3 separate regions of the Mus musculus genome follow, and all the other regions are linked to region 2. A link is a contact called in public Hi-C data. All regions are on one chromosome and are shown on one strand. Each heading gives the region's core, a stretch centred on a gene start, on an enhancer-like site or on the middle of the called end of the contact. The rest is flanking DNA. Distances are from core to core; before and after follow the strand shown. Region 1 overlaps Ksr1 (kinase suppressor of ras 1). Region 2 overlaps Nf1 (neurofibromin 1). Region 3 holds the start of Rab11fip4os2 (RAB11 family interacting protein 4 (class II), opposite strand 2).

Region 1 (4,774 bases), core at 713-3,212, 380 kb before region 2:
GCTGCCACAGACTCAGTCTACAGCCTTTGGTCTACATCGCTGCCCCTGGCAGAGGCTCCACGTGAGTGACTCTAGAGAGACCCCAATAATTAATACCAATGCCCTGGGCCCAAATGATTCTGCAAGTGACAAAAGCTAACACTACTACCTCTGGTAGGAAGCAGGGCTAGCTGTCACTTTTTAAAGTAGGGACCCCCTTTGCCTAGCTAGTGGCAGAGCCGGCAGCTCTATGGCACCTGATAACACCTGTGATACCGACATCCGGTATATAGCTGCGGGTCACCCAATTGGGTGGCTAGTGCCATAGCTCTGGGTAAGATGAGGGAATTCAGTCTGTGTACCAGGAGGCTCCAGGCCAGGCAGCTGAGGCTGACCCCTGACCCTAGGTAGTCTAGTTGTAGCATAAAGACCCGCCTCTAGGGCACCAGAAATAGATGGTCCCCTCAAAAGTGGAGGCGAAGTGCTACATGAAGAGTGGTGGTAGGGGTCAGTGCTCCCCTCTTTCAACAAAGAGGATCAGTTAGTAGAAACTGCTCAAGCTGTCAGTAGTCCCTCCCCTGCCCGGACAAAAACCTTCCTTCTCAGCCCGCGGAACCAAACTCTGACAGAAGCTGTGGGCCTTCTTAACGGGGCACGCACACATGTGCCTGACATCCTGGTCAGTGTTGGGAGTCCACGGGCCTCAGAAACATCTCCAGCCTCTCCGGCTACCGCTATAATGGCCTCTAGACTACCAGGCCAGCATGTCCACACGTGCTCAGAACATTCCAGAAGCTACACATGCCTTAGATGAAGTGTAGGAAGTGGGGGTGTGGGCGGACGTCTGGGAAGCCTCACACCTGCTCTTGGAAGCTAAGAGTACATTGTGCAGTCTGTTCCTACCTGTCCCTGTTACAACTGGTATATGGGGCTCTACGCCCACCTTCAGGACAAAACAGGCCATTCAGGAAAAAGCACTGTGGCTCCTCGGTTGGGGAGGAACACTAGTATACATAGCCTAGAGATGGTAACTAGGAAGGCTCTTGGGAGGTAGGGGATCATACAAAAGGGGCGGATCTCCCAAGCTGTGACAGCTGGCGATCACACCCAAGTAGCGTTACAGGGATAAGGGTTGCCAAATGCTCCAACTCAGTTCCTGAATGGAGCTGATCTGGGAGATAGAAAGGCCTGGAATACCCAAATACTGAGTCTTCCAGTCTTGGCAAACCAGAGGAAAAAAAAGACTATTAGAGTCAGCTAAAGCCCACTGTGTGGAAATACTGTATTTCCAGCGGGAGGAGAAAAGCATTGATCCTATACAGACAGAAGGTGAAGAAGTATGGCCAAATGCACAGGTGTGCAAAAATAGATTTTTTTTTTTTGTAGGAGGGAATCAATCCATGCCTTATTGAATGAAAGTTTTTTTTCTTCAAACTTTCTGCAGTGAGAAGGTAGTTCCAGTGACGGCCAGCAGGGGGCGCTGTGTGTTAAGGCTGGGAAAGGCAAAGCCAGCTGACAGATGCCAATGCCTGTAAGACTCTCCCTAATTGGCTTTGCCTTGTTCATTATTCACCAGGCACCATCAGCAAGCAGTTCCTCTCCCTCATTCTGCAAATGTGTGAGTTCTGCTTTCTTATCTGTCTCTTATCACTTCACAGCAGTGTGACCCTGAACCAGTTCCCTGTAAAAGACTAGGGAGGATGGACAGACTCCAGAGTCCCATCCAGCAAGGTACTGCCCACATGAAGGTCCACACCTCCAGGACTTCGCAACCTCTTGCCTAGCTGCAGTGGACTCAAACGTGTGGGGAGAAGGCACCCGGCGGGAAGGAGAGGGTCCCAGCAAGGGGCAGTTAGTGGACCCACGCAGAAGACTCACCTGGGAAGATAAACTGCTGTCTATGATGAATGAAGTAGGCAGCTTTAAACAGAAGAGGAGGTGAGTCACACAGTGCACAGGCAGCGCGGGAGGAGGGGGGGCGTGGGCTTGGGGGGAGCAGGCACTGGTTATTGGCTTAGGCGGCTCTGCCCCAGGGGCTCTGGTGAGAAAAGGTGGAGCCATCCAGGAAAGAGACCCAAATTAGGAGAGAGTCGGGGCGTGGATAGCCCCGAGTGGTGATGCTGCACTAGAGATGGGGCGGCAGCACACCAGCTCGGTGGTTCCCTAGCCGCACAGCCCTGGCCAGTGCGCATGGGGGAAAAGCTCGGACCAGGTTTATTCTAGAAAGATGTCCTTGAGTCAGGAGGCTCAGGTAGAGTAGGGAGATCAGTGGCTTTGACAAGGTTCAATGGTGTGTGCAGAAAAGCCTCGTTCCCTTCAGTCTGGCCCCGCCCGGAAACAGCTTAACCTCACTGCCTGAGTTCTGGATCGGGCTAAGTGCTGTGATTCCAGACTTAGAACCATGACATACCACTTGCTTATGTTTTTGAGATGCTTGCTATCTTGCTTGGGCTGGTTTCAAACACATGGGCCCCATTCTCCTGCCTTGGCCTTGCAAGAAGTTGGAACTCTAGGAGAGTCCAACCTCGGCTCTACTCCATGCTAAGGCTCTGGGGACTGAGGAGGCAGTTAACCCCTCAGTGCCTTATTGAACAAGGGAGATATATGAGCTTGCCCAGGCTTTCCTGTGCAGGACAGCTATGAGGATCCTGGACAGCACAGGACAGGTAGGTGGTGGGAGGGGTTCAAGCCTTCTCAGTTCCCTAGGGATCTGTCTGTGAGTCCACTATGATCATGGAGAAGGTGACACTTCTGCATAAGGGATGAAGGAAACCCATCTCCTTTATGGGTCATCTGTGTTAGTGGAAAGGGTCCGATCAATATAATAAAAAAGACTTTTTTTTGTGTGTGTGTCCCTTGCTTTTCAAACTGGCCCTTCTGTGGAAAACCCAAACTAGATGGTTTAGCAAACAGAACTTGTTCAGAGAGTAAAGGCAGAGCAACAGGAAAGGAAGTGAATCCAGGGGCTGTGGCTGTGTTAAACCAGAGGGTGGGGTGGTACGCAGGGCACAAACTTCACTGCACTGTTAGGAGCAATCCAGCCACATGCATATTAAGGAAGGCACAAGAACAAGGGACGGAAGAGTCCTACCCCTTGCCACCCCCAAGAGAAGTCCCAAAGTCCCCAATGGGCCAGAGGCTGCTTGGCCAGCTGCTGGCTGTATATAGGGTTAGTGTCGGTCTCATTAGCCAGGTGAAGGGTTGAGGGGTGTGGTGGTACTCTTGTCTTTCTGGGCTTAGAATTCTAGGAACCAGTGATGGGACTGATCTGGATCCTGTGGGCTACAACAAACAGGAACATCACTGTGCAGCATTTCCCATTAGGACTAAAGACCAGATAAGCCCAGGACTGAGGTTTGACATCTCTTGCCAAGGTGACAGCTAAGTGCCATGTAGGTAAGTGGGCCTTGCTCTGCACCCTGGAGACAGGGCAGCCCAGTGTGGCTGACCAGAACCAATGGTAAGACAGGAATGCAATCCTGGCCTCTTCCAGCAGTTCCGGGGCAACCGGGATCTGAGCATAGCTTCTGAGGGCAGCTGGGCTCAGCTCTGCTCCTCCAGGGTTGCCCCAGGGCCCGGAATCCTCACCTGCTCAGTGGTGACCACCTTATTTTAATTCCCTATGGTCTCTGGGTGGCACAGGAAGGGATGTGAGATCGTCTTTGCGTAGCTAGACCCAGGCACAGAACTGGGTATGCAACAGATGCACTGTAGGTTTCTTGCTCCCTGCTGCCTATCACGACACTCTCAAGTTCAGACATCAGCTCTGAGAGAGGATGATGCCGGGCAGAAACTACGCCAAGCCCAGGCTGGCATCCCGGGTCATCCTAAGAAGCCAGGCTCTGTGTACATTGCTGGGCCAGCCACTCCTCCTTCCTTAACCCCAGCGTCCTCATCTGTATGAAGTGCATTAATCCTATGCTCAGCAGATGCTCTGCCGACTCAGCTCTCGGGGGAGATGGGGAGAGATCTGAAGGTATCCCTCGGGACCCAGAAAAGCCCAGAGGTGTGGTACCTGGGAAGCTGAACCTGCTGTCCCGCTGGCCAGGTGACGGGTTGGGAGGCGTGGTGGCACTGGAGGGATTAGATGAGGTCAGGAAAGGTGCCGGCGATGAGGGTGTGGAGGACGTGGTGGAGGATGGGTTGCTGCTGGAGTCCAGGTTCATGGCTGGAGGGTGCTCCTGCAAGGCCAGAGATGCGGAGATGAGCAAGGCTGCAAGCTCAACTCAGCCTCTGCCACCTGGGGCGCCCGCCCTCCTTCCACCCCCTCCATCTCTACAGGTGGAGGTTGGAACAGGAGATCCTTGGGGGCCCATTCTGAAGCCCCAAGATTATCTGGGACTAATATACGATGGAAGGACACTTAAGAGACCCTCTCCTAAAGGATTCCTGCCCATCTTTCTCATTGCAGTTCCTTCTTCTCCCCAGAAGCCTGCCTGAAGCCTGCCTGAACTATACTCTTCCTCTTCATCCTTCCACAGTGCTCAGCATTTCCGCACCCAGGCACCGTAACGGACCCTATGTCAGCTTCTGACAGCCGAGGGTGGTTTGACCATCTCTCCCGCCCCAGCACCCGCCTGGCTTTGAGCTGGGCACCTTCTTAATGAAGTGAATTTATATTGTGACCAACATTTATGCAGCTTCAGGCCCCTCGGCAGGAAGCAAATCGAGTCTGTGGTTTTGTGATCTTGTCCTAGTGTCAAGGAACTCAGAAAACCCCACAAAACTCCGGAAGAGGCCACAGCTTGGGCCAATGTTGTCCGCTGTCTCGAAGAGTTAAGAATTCCAGAACTGA
Region 2 (4,783 bases), core at 205-2,704:
GATCGTTTTAAAGAGCAGTCATTGGTCTTAAACTCTGAGATATCTTTCTAGCCTCTTACTAATATTTCTTAACTCTAATTCTTGATGTTAATTTCAACACCTTAAATTTATTTTATTGAAAGTAACTTACTTTTTGCTGTTTTTTTCTCTCTGTTTGTTAATGTACTTTTTTTTTTTTTTTTTTTTTTTTTTTTTTTGGCAGATCTGCCTGGCTCAGAATTCACCTTCTACATTTCACTATGTGTTGGTAAACTCACTGCACCGCATCATCACCAATGTAAGTCTAAAGCTAGTACTGTACTACTAACAAGTAAAGTAAAAGCTAGTACTGTACTACTAACAAGTAAAGGTCTCTTTGTTGATTTGGGTTATATGTTCTTTTCTTTTTAAGGAAGATTCTGGTTTTATCAACTGTTCTGAACTTAGACCTTTCTGTAAAGCAGAGCTTCCCTAAGATGATCCCACGAGCAGTTGATGTCCAGCTGCAGCTGTATATTCAGTCTCTACCTGAGGCTTTTAGTGAGAGGGATGGAGTTAATAGAATCTTTTGTAAGGAATAAGCCTACAAAGTGTCATTTAAAGTTCAAAATCTGTTGAGAACAATGCCACTGAAAAACAATTTAGTGCTTTCTTTCTTACTATCTTTGTTAAGTTGGAAGGAAGAGTAATTGTAGTACAGCCTAGCTATGGGCATTTAAAATGGTGAAGCTTCATTTGATTTTACCTTTTCATCCCCTTAATTAGAATAAAACACATGCTTTAAAATAAATACCACAAGAGACAAAAGCATTTCAGAGAAAATAGCTGACTTCATTAGAGGTATTTGTGCTGTGTGTGTACTAAATGGAAAGCAGACAGGAAGGTAGTAGTAGATGTGGACTGCAGAATTTAAAATCTCCATGTATGGACATTCTTAGTCATGTATGTTTTTCTTAGTACTACTTTTACACATTGGCAGATATGATACACTTATGAGTAACTTGTTCACTTTGTTTCTTTTTTTCCTCCCTTAAAGTCTTTGATGACTAATACTTTGGAGTATTTGTCTTACTTCTAAATTCTGTTATGACTTGTGAATTAAAATAATACCCATTCCTTTATTTGCCTTGGAATTATCAAATTAAACCTAACATTACTCTTTTTTAAAGGTATTTTTGCAGGGGAAAATAACTGCTGATCAAGCTACTTAGTGACATACTCATTTTGCTTGGTGGAGTGCTAGTAGCATTTTAGGATGTTGGGTCTCTGTTTTAGCCTGGCCTTGCAGGACATCCATCATTCATGAAACGGCAACCACGCTCTATCTCCTGCATTATGAACAACTAAATGCTTAGGAATAATACAGCCCTCATTTGAATATCACTGATAGAGGTATAAGTTACACTTAATCCAGTTAGTTCCAATGAGGATAGTATTGTGAATCTAAGTGTAGATAGAATATGTTTATATCAAAACCTGTACATTTGCCAGTGTAATGACTCAGGCCATCGTCTCATTGACTCAGCACATTGACTCATTCTAAGCTTTAGTTTTAAATTTAAAAAACAACAAAAAAGATGATTTTCCTATCCCATAAGTTTATATGTAATTCCAAAATACTAGTTGCCTACCTTGATTCAAAATATTGAAAGTATTCCACTTAATTAGATAACTTTATATGAATGGTTAACATTTAATAAATCCAAGTTTATAGTCTTTGGATATTCTGTGATTAGTTACTTTAATTGTGAAATATTTTTGTCTATAATTGAATACATAGAGCACTTTCAAGCATGGACTTGGCACTGCTGTAAGTGGCTGAGCTGCTTCTTTCTGGGTTTCAAGCATGCCTGGAGTGTTAGTTCCTGCATGCCTCCGTCCGTCTGTGTGCCTGGTGAAAGCGTGTTCTCCCCTTTCTGAGGAGTGCTGCATGTATGAAGGCAGAGTGTGTCTGCATCCGGGGACATTTGTATATAAAGCACCCATACTGACTAGTCTTTAAATACATCAACATCTGTTGAGTGGAATAGCTTGTAAACAACTCAGATAATGCCAATGTGACTTTTTGTTTGTTTGTTTCTTGAGACAAGGTCTCACCATGTAGTTTTAGACGGTCTGAAACTATGTAGACCAGGCAGGCCTTAAACTCAGAGAGCTCCATCTGCCTCCTGAGTGGTGGGGTTAAAGGACTGAGCTACTGTACCCAGCTTCCAAAGTGACTTTCAGTTATACTTTAGTTATACCTCATCCTTAGAGATTGCTGAGTAAATTGTGTTTTATTAGAGTCCACACTACCAAGACTTGAGGCCAAAAAATACTGACTTTAAAGTACTTTTAATTGTTAAAGACTGTAACAGTAAATATGCAGATTTATACAGTTGAGTTTTATAGAGTTTTACTGGAAACTTTTAGTAGGAAAATGTTTGTTTTCAAGTAATATGAATTCTTTCCTAGATTCATGGAGTCTAGATCTTTAATTTGTTGGTATATATTTTCTTTTTAAATGCTTTGGTTCAGTATACCTCCTCAGCGCACCTTTTCCATGTCTACTAAGCCAGTTTACAGCTTTAAAAAATTATTATGTTCTCCTAAAAGATAAAAGTTGTAATCTTTTTGTGGGTTTATATAGAATGAGAAATTATGTTTGGAGTTTTATATTGCTTCTGTGAGATGTCCTCATACACAATTTATAAGTACTATGTTTAAATCTAAAACATTCCAATTTCTTTTAGAGATTCTTAAAGTCTATTCACTATTTGAATTTTGATGCAGTGGTAATTTTTTTTTTAGTAGTTTCTAAAGTGGTATTTATACTGTCACTTTTTGAAAATGATGTGCACTAAGAGAGAAACTATAGTTTTAAGATCTATATTACATCTGTATCATCTTTATAGGCTTTTTAAAGGTTAAATTAGATGTGCAGCTAGGAAATTTTAAAAATATACATGTAAGTCAACATGCTACAGATAGGACAGTAGTTCATTGCAGATTTTTTTCTTGTAGCAGTTTATTGTAGTTTGCCTTTTAATAGTTCATATATTGAAGGTAATCTCTGGCAAGAGATGGTTAAAGAAGTATTTCTAGGGTACTTGAAAATTATTTAAATAACCTTGAGGAATGTACATAATTCACTTATATTAGTCTTAATATTTTTAATAAACTATTGTTAAGGGGAAATGTCTATTTCATTGACTAGTTTCAGAATGCACACACTTAGTAACTGACTAAAACACTAAAGTTTTATTAACTCAGGGATGTCTAATCTTTAGTGCCTATTTTATTTGAGAATATAGCCTTTACTTTGAAATAAATGAATTAATTCCTTATGAAAATAGAAAATTATAAAAAATTTTAAATCTTAAGTCTAAAAGTTAATATATAGTTGTCTTAGTTAGGGTTTCTATTCCTGCACAAACATCATGACCAAGAAGCAAGTTGGGGAGGAAAGGGTTTATTCAGCTTACACTTCCATACTGCTGTTCATCACTAAAGGAAGTCAGGACTGGAACTCAAGCAGGTCAGGAAGCAGGAGCTGATGCAGAGACCATGGAGGGATGTTACTTATTGGCTTGCTTCCCCTGGCTTGCTCAGCCTGCTCTCTTATAGAACCTAAGACTGCCAGCCCAGAGATGGTCCCACCTACAAGGGGACCTTCCCCCTTGATCACTAATTGAGAAAATGCCTTACAGTTGGATCTCATGGAGACACTTACTTCCCCAACTGAACCTCCTTTCTCTGTGATAACCTCAGCCTGTGTCAAGTTGACACATAAAACTAGCCAGTACAATAGTGCATACATATTACTGTGGTACAGTTTTGCAGTTATCAAAAATGATTACATAGTAAGGTGGTTGTGGTGGCTTATGCTTGTAGTTCTAGCATTTAAGAGGCTGAGGCAGGAGAATCACAGGTTCTAGACCAGTTTGGACAACATAGTGAATTCCAGCAAGAACATGTGTCAAAAACCAAACAGATGTAAACTAAACCAAAACTGAAAATAGCAACCCCCCACTCCCAGTAGTTTGATAAGATATTAAAGGAGATGCTTGTCTATTTAGTTTATTGATTTCTGCCAAGATTTTATGCAGTGTATAGGAAGAAGTCAGGACTCAGTGTACTCTTTTTTTTTAAATCATTGAGCATTTTGTTACTTTCAGGTGATTAACAAAACATAGAAATCTGGTTACACTGATCACTGATGGCCTTGGGCAGATCAGTGCCTCAAATCTGAGAGATGTGTTATATTTTGTGATGGTTAGTGTTGTCAATAAAGTCTGAAGATGAGCCTTTGAGCATATCCATGAAGATTGATATCATGATTACGTTAATTGAGATAGGAAGGCCCCTGACCACTGTGTGGTACCATTCCCTGGGCAGTGAGCAGAGAAAGCTCTTTGTTCCTGCTTATGGATTTGATGTGACCAGCTCTCTCCAGCTCTTGCCACTTTAACTTCCTTGCCACTAGAACCTGGAATTGTGAGCTAAATAAATTCTTTCTCCCTGAAGTTGCTTTTGTCAGAGTATCTAATTACAACAACATGAAAAGAAACGGAGACAGTAAACACCACCAGTGTGTAGGAATTGGCTAAATCAAATAACTGAGAGACAGCATAACCACAATAGTTTAACATTTATATTTCTTAAATTAATGAATTTTTAATGTGCATGGTTGTTTAGCCTACTATATGTCAGTAGGGGCTAGAAGAGGGTGTTGGATCCTCTGGAGCAGGAGCTGCAGATAGATGCGAACTGCCATGTAGGTGCTAGGAATTGAATCAGGGTCCTCTGTAAGAGTAGCCAGTGC
Region 3 (4,803 bases), core at 1,847-4,346, 260 kb after region 2:
TGCTTTAAGGGTGCTTTGCTTGTTTATGTCACTTTTATCTGGTTCTTCAAGACAAAGTTTCCCTGCGTAGTCCTAGCTGTCCCAGGAAGTAGGTTTGTAGACCTGGCTGGCCTCAAATTCAGTGACTTGCCTGACCCTGCTAGAAATGTTCTTTAACCCCTTTCAACTTGGAAACACACATTTCCAGATCCCGTCCCAGTTTAATTCCCCACCGTGTGACATGAAATAACACTGAAGTTGGAGGGCACTGATCTAGAAACCCCCCTTAATCTAGTTGCATGGCATTCCTTTATGTGATTTTAGGCAAGGTTTCACTGTAGCCCAGGCTGGCCTCAGTCTCTCAGCGCTTCCCTTCCCTTAGTCTCCCGTGTGCTGTGAGTATAGGTGTGAGCCACAGGGACCTTTTGTTGTGGTTCAACAGGCCAGTTGTCTCACAGAAGGCATGGTGTTCGTTTGTTTGGGGGTTGGTCCATTTTTTGTGACATGTAACTGGTGGTACCTCCTGCTGTGGGCCCCCTTGGGAGGACACCGGCCAGTGTCTGTCTTTCCATTAATGATGCTGTCTGATTACTGTGTTAAAGGAACAGTAGCCTGCTCAGTGCTCAAAGACTTGAGGGGGTTTCTGAGCTTTCCTGTGGTCTGCAGTGTGTGTGTGTGTGTGTGTGTGTGTATGTGTGTGTATATGTGTGTGTGTGTGTGTATATGTGTGTGTGTGTATATGTGTGTGTGTGTGTATGTGTATGTGTGTGTGTGTGTATGTATGTGTGTGTATGTGTGTGTGTATGTGTGTGTGTGTGTGTGTGTGTGTGTGTATGTGTGTGTGTGTGTGTATGTATGTGTGTGTGTGTATGTGTGTGTGTGTATGTGTGTATGTATGTGTGTGTGTGTGTGTGTGTGTGTGTGTCTGGTACTGTGCAAGTATACAGAGTCCCATCAGCCTCTCATCTGCTGGCTTTATTCTCGTGGCAGGTGTTGGGAAGTGTGCTGTGTGAGCACGGTCAGGTTGGAGGTATTCCCACCTATCTTTCCTCTGATCCACCATTGCCTGCTCCATCCCCCCCAGAGGAGGGAAACTCTCGCTCTCAGTCCTCTGAAGTTTTCTGTATGTATTTTGAAACTTGTAAAAGATGCACAAATTCGTAGGAGGGCTACATCTTGGTAAGTGGGTCCTCCGTCATTTTTAAGTGCCTCCTACCCCTTGAAGTACTTCTGAGACTGTGTGGCCCTGCCAGCTTTCTCTCGGTTGCTGTGGTGGTAAGGGGTGTGGCTTGGCAGTAGGGCCCCTGCTCACCTGCATGCTCACACAGGAGCAGCAGCCAGTCCCTTGGCAGCACCAAACAGGCCCTGGCCAACAATGTGGGCAACTTCTTTCTCTTCTCTGTCAGTAGGCCCTTGGTCAAAGGCACAGGAATCTCGGTCAAAGGTCTGCCTAGGTATTGATTGGTTTCCAGCTTGGGCACTGGCTGAGCCGCAGCCTTCTGGGCAGTTGGACATGCTTGTCAGTCAGAGCTGCGCTGCCCAGGTCTACCTCAGACCCTCCTTCTTGGTGCTGTACCTTACGCCAGCCCCTCTCTGTGGACTTGGCTCTTTAGATCCCTTAACACTGCTCATGCCTCCAGACCTTTTGGAACAGATCTCGGCTCTGCTCTGGGCTGTTTGATGTCTCCTTTCTAAGTTTTTCTGGGAGCTACAGTGTGCTATCTTCACCTAATCTCTGCCATTTCCTGTCAGCAGGTGGGAGTTAAGACCGGTGTGGGACCTGGGAGGCAGTTGAAGTTGGGATGAAAAGCTGTGTGGGCTTCCACAGGCAGTGGTTGGCTAGGTCTGTGTGCCCATGGTCTGTGTAAATAGCACTAGAGGCCTGAGAAATCCCGGCATGACTTGAAACCAAAGAGGAAGCATCTATTGTTGCTGCGGCGCCCTTCCCCCCTCCCCGGCCCTGTCCTCAGACGAGTTGCAACTGAGTTCCAACTGAGGTTAACATTGGAATATCTGCACAGAGATTGTCACCTGAGGGCTCCTGCTGAGGGGTTGTCTTGACCTAAGGTGAGACTCATCGGGGGTTCAGGAGTAGACTTGGAGCCCAGGGACCAAACCCTGCCCTGGCTGCCATTCTTGGCGTGGTGCAGGTGGGGTAGGTCTGGGAAGAAACATGGTAGTCTGTCCTGCCTTCTAAACCTTCGCCTCCTGCACCAAAATAGGAAGCCCAGGGCCATAGAGCTTCGATCTCACAGGTTAAGGCTACTCTCAGAGCAATGGAGATAGCAGAGTGACCAGTTCTCCTGTGGGTTCCCTTGGACTTGGAGGTAGGTCAAGGTTCTGGTCTTTTGCTTGGATGCTAACCTTAACTTGATCCCACCTTTGACCTTTGATTGGCACCAGGCAGCCACTGACAAGCATCCGGTCAGTGTGTGTATAGCAGGGTTGGCAGCCCCAGGGGAAGTCAGTTACTGTCAGGATTGCTTCACAGCCACCATGGTCGTCATGTCTCTGTGAAAAAAACAGCCAAGTATGGGGGGGTCATGAGGGTGTGTGTCACTGTAGGCAGTCCTAGCCCACCCTCTTTGAATTTGGGGTGTTGGGACCTGGAGCCCCTCCTCGAGGGGAGGTTCCTGCCACCCAAAGGAAAAACCCATCATGACCCTGGTCTGTTCCATGTCTCCAGGGTATTGACTGGCCACACACACAAGAGATTCCATTGTTGGCCTGTGCCCACTTACAGCCCCTTCCCTACAGTGGGGAGATCCACGTGTACCCACGGGTGCCTGGTTTTCAAGGGAAGCTGAGATGTGCCCGCCCAGGCTATTTTTACCCAGCCCTGTCCCCACAGAGCTGCGCTTTGGCTCCAAGTCACCGCCTGCGGAGTGGAGCCTGTTGCCAGAGCTGGGGGTGGATGAGCCCGCACCTCAGGGCCTCCTGGACTCCCTTCTCCAGGCAACATCTCATCTTAACACTTATTACAGGCTGTGACTAATGTGCAGGCAGACCTGCCAAGGCAGTGGGCATGAGAGGACCCTGGTGCAGGGAGGAAAACCTAACTTGGCCTCCTAGAGCTCAGCCTACCTCTCTGTCCACCCCAGTGTATCACCGAGGGGTCAGTCAGAGGGAAGCCTCCCCGGGCTTGGATAGAATTCGGAATGCTCAGGTGTGGCCCTGGAGACCGTCCCTTAACCTACTAATGACAGTAATCGCTCACGAAGCCCTTCCCATGCATTCTAAGAACAATTACTTAGAACAGTTGCCAGTTCACTGAACTCCAGTTATGGTTAGCTCAGCTGTGGAGGTGAGGGAACTGAGGCACTGGGTAGGGTAGTTCAGTAACCTACAGGCCACAGTGCTCATATGTAGTGGAGTGCGACTGGAACCCACTCTAGATCATGTCCCCAACGCCCACCATCTCTCTGTCATGTTTTCAGTGTCCTCAGACAGTGAGCCATTGTCCTTAATTAGATCCTCTGACAATCCTGGTCACGTGTATGCATCGAGGATGCTCAGAGATGAAACACCTCATCCAGCGGTCACGCCGCTGGACAGCGGCCACAACAAACTCTTAGATCAGTGAGTCAGTGAGTGGTTCTCAAGCTGTGGGTCGCAACCTCCTGGGTTTCCAAACGACCCTTCCACGGGGGCCACCTAAGGCCATCAGAAATGACAGACGCTTGCATTTTGATCCATAACAGTAGCAAGATTACAGTTCTGAAGTAGCAACAAAATCACCTTATGGTTGGGGGTTGCTACAGCATGAGGAACTGCGTTTTAAACGGTTTTAAGCGTCAGGAGGACTGAGAAACACTGCCTTAGATGCTCCTTGGATGGTCGTCCAGGTCCTGTGGCGCAGTGCAGTTTGATTCAGGCCGTGCTCAGTCATGCGCTCCTGGAGTGCTAGCTGCTGAGGGTCAGGATGTAGACCTCCCTGTGGCCACCACTTCACCCTCTCTGCCCTTGTAGGGAATGGAAATACGTAGCCACTCTGTACCGCCTGTGTTCTCTGTTCATCTTTGTTTCGCTGCCAGGAAACCTAGGGTGTGTGACCTTGAGATTCCCCCTCTGCCACCCCCACCCCCCTAGGTGGATGAGGGTAAATACCAAATGAAGCTGTTTGGTTTGGGTCCTGCTGTACCTCCTGCCTGCACAGCGGGGACAGTGGGCCCTTGTGAGCCTCTCTGAGGCTTGGACAGCCCAGCACGTGTACTGATACTGGGTCTTTTCAGCAGCCCTTGAATTCAGCCCTTTCCAACTTCTTACAGAGGAAAGGGTGACCGTGGGACCTTCTGACGGGGGAACACAGCTCTTAGAGAGGCTGAAGAGGGGCTGCCTGGGCAGCCTGTGTGCCTTCTGGCAACCACTTCCAGTTAGAGCCGGCTTTGTTCATCCCTAGATGAGAAGACTAAGTGGAAACATGGAGGTGGGGGCACTCCGGGGATGTAGCTGGGTCCTATTTCCTGGGACTTGGGCTCAGTACTGTCTCCAGTAATCCCTGTCCTTGGAATTATTCCCCAGGCCCAACCATATATATCTGTCAGGCTCTTGCTAGCTGACCAGCCAAGGACCTATGGCAGGTGAGACAACCTGGTCCCTGAGCAGACAGCCTCCAGTCTCTCTCCACGCCAGGTCTGACTTCTTTAAGCTTTCATAGCTGCCAACTGGTACTTGTCATGCAGCCTCTCAGGCAAAAATGACAGTCCCTGCTCTCTAGGGGAAATCCCAGGGCCTTGTGGAGGTAGAGTCTTGTCCAGGAACACAGGACTTAATGAGCAGCTGAGTCTACCAGGACTAACTGCCAGGCTCCAGAGCTGTGCCCTC

The links. A called contact is a pair of places that touch in the nucleus more often than the background predicts.
Region 1: a contact with region 2 is called in a Hi-C map of embryonic fibroblasts, with 4 times the contacts expected there. The contact joins two enhancer-like sites. A contact is called at or near these places in 2 of 39 promoter capture datasets (the C10 cell line and the SN4741 cell line), 3 of 15 datasets of contacts at CTCF or cohesin (the NIH/3T3 cell line and large pre-B cells), 28 of 484 Hi-C or Micro-C datasets (the C10 cell line, CD4 T cells, ECoMG-derived neutrophils and 21 more), 6 of 115 datasets of contacts at active chromatin or transcription factors (the HPC-7 cell line, T-cell acute lymphoblastic leukemia, embryonic limb bud and 2 more) and 1 of 9 other capture datasets (embryonic stem cells).
Region 3: a contact with region 2 is called in a Hi-C map of embryonic fibroblasts, with 3 times the contacts expected there. The contact joins the promoter of Rab11fip4os2 here to the enhancer-like site in region 2. A contact is called at or near these places in 2 of 39 promoter capture datasets (the C10 cell line and the HPC-7 cell line), 1 of 15 datasets of contacts at CTCF or cohesin (large pre-B cells), 13 of 484 Hi-C or Micro-C datasets (the HL-1 cell line, the HPC-7 cell line, Th1 cells and 7 more) and 3 of 115 datasets of contacts at active chromatin or transcription factors (embryonic stem cells and pancreatic cancer cells).

Annotation. Positions count from the first base shown.
Region 1 is chr11:79,029,224-79,033,997 of GRCm38.p6, forward strand. Ksr1 (kinase suppressor of ras 1) reads right to left here. Exons shown (of 19, transcript NM_013571.3): 10 at 3,995-4,160. Gm11201 (predicted gene 11201) reads left to right here. Exons shown (of 6, transcript NR_045873.1): 4 at 1,424-1,510; 5 at 1,638-1,917; 6 at 3,220-4,774. Among named protein-coding and RNA genes, the nearest start is that of Gm11201, 8.0 kb to the left of the region's middle. Within about 2 kb of position 1,963, at least 118 of the 459 cell types and tissues checked have an H3K27ac peak or open chromatin away from gene starts, as enhancers often do. A contact at or near this core is called in embryonic fibroblasts, where this site is marked.
Region 2 is chr11:79,412,482-79,417,264 of GRCm38.p6, forward strand. It overlaps Nf1 (neurofibromin 1), which reads left to right. Exons shown (of 58, transcript NM_010897.2): 11 at 203-277. Among named protein-coding and RNA genes, the nearest start is that of AU040972, 69 kb to the right of the region's middle. Within about 2 kb of position 1,455, at least 25 of the 459 cell types and tissues checked have an H3K27ac peak or open chromatin away from gene starts, as enhancers often do. A contact at or near this core is called in the HL-1 cell line, embryonic fibroblasts and pancreatic cancer cells, where this site is marked.
Region 3 is chr11:79,671,990-79,676,792 of GRCm38.p6, forward strand. Rab11fip4os2 (RAB11 family interacting protein 4 (class II), opposite strand 2) reads right to left here and starts at 3,097. Exons shown (of 3, transcript NR_045898.2): 1 at 3,064-3,097; 2 at 2,344-2,490. The region is part of intron 3 of Rab11fip4 (RAB11 family interacting protein 4 (class II)); the gene reads left to right.